Linked DNA regions of Rattus norvegicus: region 1 is linked to region 2. The links are chromatin contacts, called in public Hi-C maps. All regions are on one chromosome and are shown on one strand. Each heading gives the region's core, a stretch centred on a gene start, on an enhancer-like site or on the middle of the called end of the contact. The rest is flanking DNA. Distances are from core to core; before and after follow the strand shown. Region 1 holds the start of Smim30l1 (small integral membrane protein 30 like 1). Region 2 holds the start of Bmt2 (base methyltransferase of 25S rRNA 2 homolog).

Region 1 (3,575 bases), core at 798-3,297, 200 kb before region 2:
AGAGATGGAAAGGGAAGCTTGGCCAAAGCTCTGATCCCAGGATGATGTTAAGAATAATTATGATGGGTTGGGGATTTAGCTCAGTGGTAGAGTGCTTGCATAGCAAGCACAAGGCCCTGGGTTCAGTCCTCAGCTCTGGAAAAAAAAAGAATAATTATGACAAATCTGTTGGAATGTATTACAGGCAGAGTAAACAGCAAGGACTGTCAATAGCGGAGAATAAATTAGTCATTTTATAAAACAGTGGAGCATTAAATGTGAGTGGAGTGGAAAGAGTCTGTGAGTGGTGGAATTGAATCAGAGGCAAATAGGGTAGTTCTGAGATTTATGTCTCGACAAGTAACTTGAACATTTCTCTAATATGATGAACATTTCTCTATATGAAACTGGAGTTTTAAGGAAAGAGTGAATTACCACTAAAAAAAAAAAACAGACTAGTTGGAATGCAAAGAAGCAAAAGCAAAATTATAATGGCCTCTAACCTGAAATAAGGTATCAAAAACTTTGCCTTAATTTTCCAATAGGGATAGGACCTAATTAGCAAAATAAAAGCAACTTTAGTTTAAAACTATATTTGAGCCCAAAATATCCCTACATAAATTTGCACCATGCTTTTACAGGTAGACCAAGTCATTACTTAATTTCTAACTATTATTTTTTTTAAAAGATGAGCATGTTTACCATGCATAGACTCTGGAAATTATAAAACTTAATCAAGAAACTTTACAGACTCAGGTACACAACAAGTGTGTACAAGCCCAACTTTAGTCTGCAGACTTCCACTAGTGAAATAAATACATAAGAAAAAAAAATAAAGTCTCCCAAATGAAAACATTGGAATTTAGGAGGAATTGGAAGCCTTTAATAGCAATAGGTCCTATTCCAAAGCTAATTGATAGGAAAGATACAAAGCCAAAAGCAACATAAGACAAATGTAATTAGAATGATTTGTTAAAATAATTAACTTTAGAAAAACAACACTGTCAATCTATCAGACACACCTTGCTTTAATGTGTTTGCCACATCTGGATCTCCTGTAAAATCTTGGCACATTTATTTCATCAAATTATTGTTATTATTGGCTAAAGTTACTGCCAAATGTACTTTGGGAACCAGAAGTATAAATCTTCGCTGTCAGAGAGATATAATTCTGTTTAAAGGAGAACCAACAACACAAGAATACATGCTGGTGATCTTCACTGAACTGAAAGTGCCCTCACTATCCGCATGATTTTTATCTGTACAAGTTCAGTCACCTCTCACTCATCACCATGAGTAACTCACAATGAGAAGATGACAAATTGTCAGTAAGTATGAAAATGATCAGGCCAGAAGTAAGATTTAGATATCCGGATATCTAAATGGATATCCCAGATAACAAGATTTTAAGAATGTTTCATAGTTAATGCTTACAGATGCAAGTGAATACTTTTTATAATGGTTTAGAGTACTAATTTGACATCTTAAAATATTGGGAGGCTGTGGAGAATGAACATTCTGAGAAAGACAGGAATTTGAATCAGAAAAGATCTGGTTATAGGACCGAAACCATATTTTCTAAACCTGCTTTGCACCACAAATGATTCAATATTTTCCAAACTTTCTGACTAAATGTGCTTATTTTCCCCATTGGTTTTTAAAAATTAGCAAATGTCATTAGGCACACTTGGAATATAATTTTTCTGCTGCAGAAATGTTGGAAGGCCCCAGGTTTGAAACCATCCCAAACAGATGGCTCCACTTAGTTACCCTCTCCTGCAGTTATTTCCTCATTTCAGAGTACTAACAAGACATATTTATGCGTCCAGAAATCCTTAACAGGGCAGAAAACACGTGTTGTTGTTTCATTCGTCTTACCACGGATTAACTAAACCTTTTCTTGGACACTCAACCACTCTTTAACAGTAAACCAGAGGGCAAAGTTGAGAAATAACTAGCAGCAGAGCTGCCCCTCAGCCAAGGATCCGAGAGCGCGCTGTGCATGACGGGAGTAGGCGGCGGGGCTTGTGGGAAATGTAGTCTGGCGACACCGCCCTGCTCTCCATTCCTGTAATGGCTGCTTTCAGTCAGGTAAGGCACAAACTCCGCTCCCCGGGATTCCAGGACTGATTCTCCGAGTGCAGTTGCAGAACGCAACAAATTTGCACCCTCCCAGAGCGAAGGAACTCCCGATCTTTATGTCAGATCTCGGGATGAATTTGCTTCTCGGCTTGGTTTCGTTTAGCTATCTGTGTGTGATAACTAACTTTAAATCTAGTAGTCTCTTTTTGAACGAACTGTTAGGGAGTATTTTCTGTACTCGTTACCAATTTCCGTCCTTGCATTTCTTTCCTTATTGACTCTAGCTTCCTCTTTAAAATAGGCTGTGTCACGAGTAACCTCTTAGCCTCAGCATCCGGAAGTTCCAAAGAGAATATTTCACGTTGGATAGAATTTTACATATACCATTGTTTTTGGTAAGTCTTATTAATTCCTTTCAACTTCACAGAGTCACGTGTTGTGTTGTTTGACTTTTGCCAGATTTAGCTGCATTTTCTAGATAGGAGGCATGCTAAGAAAATGTGACTTTTACTTGTTAGGGTATTTTAAGTTTGCAAGTATCTTGTGAATTTTTCCCTCTCTTTTCTAATGCTGTACAGCTGTCCAGTTTCAGTTTGGTCAATGCATATACTGTTGGAATTCCTATCGGAATTGCCGGTTTGAGGGTGTTGTCATGAGATTAACCTAAAATGACTGTCTTTAGTTTTGTCATCTTGAACTGACATCTGAAATGATTCACAAACTCCAGTCTAAAAGACTGTTGTCTATTTATATTGTCATTCAAAAAAGTCAGGCTTTTTTTTAACAGTTTCTTTTGTTCCGTGTTTAATTTCTAGGCAGGTTCAGCCCTCCAGATCCTAACATCATGAATTCAGTTCCAACACAACTGATCTTAGTCCTTACTTCGCTGCTTTTGATCCTGCCTGGCGTTGAAGCAGTCGAAGCTGGAGATGCGATTGCACTCTTATTAGGTGTGGTTCTCAGTGTTACAGGCATCTGTGCTTGCTTGGGGATATATGCAAGAAAGCGAAATGGACAGATATGACTTTGAAGGACTCTTCTGAATTAGACTTCACCCTGACCATTGTGCTGAAAACCCTTGTGCTGTTGAGGCCGAACCCAAGATTTGCTCTCACCTGTCCTCAGAAAGAGGATTACAGTTAGCTGAGGGTTAACACCCTCAGTTAAGAGAATGCTTTCCTGTTCATACTTGTTTCTCCTATGATGGGAGCAGATGGGGTGGGGGGAGAGGCTCTTAACAACAAAGAGTGCAGTAATAATGTGGCCCATAATTTGTATTTGCTGCTTGGGAGGTGGCCAAAGCGAGAGGGCTTAAGTTTGCAAAAGTATTATCTCATACTTTGAAAGTGTTTGTTCAGAATCTAGTAAATCTACATCGTTATTATAATCACTGCCTCTTGCATTCTGGGGGTTCTCTCTTTCATTTGGGGGGTTGGATTGGGTTTTGGATTTGTTTTTTTGTTGTTACTGTTTTCTTTTTAATGCTTCTGTTTTTAACATAGTTGTACTTAGAT
Region 2 (3,419 bases), core at 388-2,887:
ACTGTATAAACACTTCATGACCACTCCACTCCATGGTTGAGAGGAAGGTTTGTATTGTAGATATGAAGGAGAGAACAGGCAGAGGCTTCTGTAAGAATCCAGAGCAGAGACAAAGTAGTAGATTAAGAATTAACAGCAAACTATACCTGACCAAGAGAGAAGCAGGAGCAGAGTAGAGAGTAAGAGAAGTGGGGCAGGAGGTGAAAGGAAAACCAAGAGAAGGCAAAAGAGAAGACCAAGAGCATTGATGAACTACCAGGGTTATAAGGAGCTGAGCTCCTGAGCTGGAGAAAGTTTGGTGGTGGGGTGAGAACAGCAGAGAAGAGCCATGGACACTAAAATGTGTAACAGGTATTTGTGATGCTGATGAAGCCTGGAGGCCAACATGCACTTTGGGATACACCACAGATAACAATTTTACATCTGCAGAGGGTAAAAGAAATGGTTTCGTTTTGCAGAAGGGAATCAGCTTCACCAGTTCCTGAGGATTGTGTCTTTTTGTCTAACCAACAGAATTTGGGGAAACAGAGTTTCCATTGGACCTCACAGTAGCATAAAGAGAATGTTACTAAGATTACAAAGTTTGAAAGTTTAAATGCAACAATGTCTATACTATGTAATGTAACCAACAGCTGTAAAGTGGAGGTAGTGCACAATCAGCTACAATTCATTACCCGCTCTGCCTGCTGCATTTCCAGCAGCCTAGGTACCAGCACAGAGCGGAAGCAGCCTCTTTTTGGAGAACGGGCTTCCACTTTTCTTAAAGAAGTCAGCAATCACATCCCCTTAATAGTTTTGTGCACATATGAAAGGAGGTAGAAAAGGAGAGGCATTTACTAAATTCTGCATCCACCAGTGTACTGTCTAAAACAATGAGAGGCCACCTGAGCAGACTTTTTTGTGGGTTCTGAGATGATCTACAATCAGTGTAGGTTTTCCAGTAACCCATTGTTATGGTGAATACAGAAGTTTTACGGGAAGACAACATGGCCTTTCTGTGTTTATAACTTGATTGTCCCACATCTCCTATTATTTTTTAGGATCTTTCTTTCCCCCAATTCGTTGTCTTTAGTCCAGCAGCAGTATGCCAGGCATTAACCACGGTTAGCTAAGAGAATTACATCTGGATTTGGTAGTTTGACCTCTCCTTGACCCCAAAGAAGGCTTGCAAGTTTGGACTCCTTGAAAAGTAAAACCCAGCGCAGCAGTCAAGTTTTCAAAGGGTATCTAGTAGAAGGGAATTTTCATAGGTGCAACAGGGTGCAGCGGGAACTCAGGTAGATTGCGTCTTCTGGCGGCATCATACCAAAACTCACAGCGGCTTGGGAAGTTGGGAGACGTGCCAAAGCTGGACCGTACAATGAAGCTCAACTAGGCAAAAAAACTCTGGGGCGCAAGCGCACCCCACACCATAGGCCTCCTCCCCTAGGCAGCCCGGGCTCCTCCGCACAGCATCCGGGGCGTGGCCTGGCAAGGAGCCCAGTGCTTTCTCCGCCTCCTTCAGCTGCTCCTTCCCAAACAACCCGGCGCTCCGCCGCTGCCCTTTGCCCATTGGTCGTTGTCCCTTTCCATTTCCACCCAGCCCTCCGAAGTTCACCAATCACCTTGCGCTCTTGAGAAGACACCGCCCCCGAGGCCTTAGCTGTGGCTCCTCGGCCTCCTCCGGCTGCTGCCTCTGCTGCTGCCTCCTCCTTCCCCACCTCCTCCGTCCGGGGAGAGACCGCGGGGCCCGAGGGGCGGCGGCAGCGGCGGCAGCGCTATGGAGCCGGGGCCGGGTGGCCGAGGCGCAGCGCGCGGACAGCGGCCCCCGAACGCCGCGCAGCCCCGGGAGCAGGAGCGGAAGCTGGAGCAGGAGAAGCTGTCCGGGGTGGTGAAGAGCGTCCACCGGCGGCTCCGCAAGAAATACCGCGAAGGTAAACAGGCAGCGGGGGAGGGGAGGCGGGTCCCCCGGCTGGGTCAGCTCTTTCTAGCCTCACAGGCCACCATTGACATACACGGGGGCGGCACGTCTGCCCAGGCCGCGACCAGCCGGCCACGGGCTATCGGCTCCCGGAGCCCTAATGGGCAGTCGCCACCCGCCTAGGCCCTGTCCCCAGCGGTGGGCTGAGACCACTGTCATCGAGCACACACTCAGAGGGAGGGAGGGGCTTTCAGGTAAGACCCGAAGACAGGGGAAAAAATCCACGAAGGAGAGAGACTGGCAGGAGCGAAGCTGCCCCTCACTCTTCTGCGCTGGACCAGCCTGTTGTTCAGCCGGCTTGGCAACAGCCCCTCTTCCTCTTCGCTCCCTGGCAAGGCCGTGCTGAGGCCTCCCCTGCCTGGGCGTCCAGGGCTGCGAAGTCAGCAGGCCCAGCAGAAGATCTCAAGGTGCTTCACCGTGTTTTACGGGGAAGAAAGGGTGGCAGGTAGCTTCCCTCCACCGCAGCTCCATCTTCAAGTTTATGGAGGTAGTCCAGGAAGAGATCGGGGACAGGTTCTTAAAATACTGTACAGTTTTGAATTATCTCTAACCACAGTGACTCTGAAAGACACGGATGCCATTGAAGCTGGCCATAGGTACAGCCCCCTCCTTCATGGAGGCAGCTTTTCTGTCTTGCGCATTTGCCGGAACAATGTCTATAGTTGAATTTTATGAGTTATCCTGGCATTTTGTGAAGAAGGGCTTACAAACAAAGCAACTTTATAAGACTTGGAAGGTGATACTTTGCATTTTTCTTCATATGTTCAGGGGAAAAAAATTCTGCTGAGTGTTAAAATGGGCTACTTTCAGTGGATTTTTCTTTAGCTTAGTTGCAAAATGAAAACTCAGCAGGGTTCTAATGTCAGTCTTTTAACTAGTTAATAATTTAGATTAAAAGAAAAATTATGACAGTGAAGGAACAAAGACTTGTGAGATCATGTCACTTTTCAGTTACGTACACTTTTCAATTACTCTGAAAGTTCAGTCAAGTCTATCTTCCTTTGAGTGTCGTTGATGTGTTTTATTTTTAACACCATTCAAAGTTTCTTTCCTTGACAACTTAGCTGGCTTTTAATAGAGACCATTTGATATCCCCAAAGATGGCTAATAGCTATTGTTTGATAGGTACCAGTAGAAAAGCCTTGGCAAGCATATTAAGGTATTGAATTTTTTTTATTGAAAATACTTTAATTCCCAACCGCAATTCAATAAAATGAGTGGTTACCATAGCAACAGTTGCATCATTCTTGATAGTCACAAAATGCACTTACATAATGGCATTCTCTATTGGTTTTTATGTTGTTTGAAGAAATGAGGAAATAAGTGGACCCAATTTTCTTCAATTTATCATGTCATTTTGTACAAATTTATGGCACATCTTTTAAAAGAGAATGGCTAGTGTATAATTCGGATTCTATTCTTAACCTTTTTGTAATAATTTCATTGTTATTCATTATTC

What was found. Hi-C and Micro-C count contacts between places; a contact is called where the count stands out from the background.
Region 1: a contact with region 2 is called in a Hi-C map of the A7r5 cell line, with 2.1 times the contacts expected there. The contact joins the promoter of Smim30l1 here to the promoter of Bmt2 in region 2. A contact is called at or near these places in 2 of 12 Hi-C or Micro-C datasets (the A7r5 cell line and mammary epithelial cells).

What each region holds. Positions count from the first base shown.
Region 1 is chr4:43,107,885-43,111,459 of GRCr8, reverse strand. It overlaps Smim30l1 (small integral membrane protein 30 like 1), which reads left to right and starts at 2,047. Exons shown (of 3, transcript NR_110645.1): 1 at 2,047-2,070; 2 at 2,363-2,456; 3 at 2,877-3,575.
Region 2 is chr4:42,909,764-42,913,182 of GRCr8, reverse strand. It overlaps Bmt2 (base methyltransferase of 25S rRNA 2 homolog), which reads left to right and starts at 1,637. Exons shown (of 5, transcript NM_001109221.3): 1 at 1,637-1,913. The coding sequence starts at 1,760.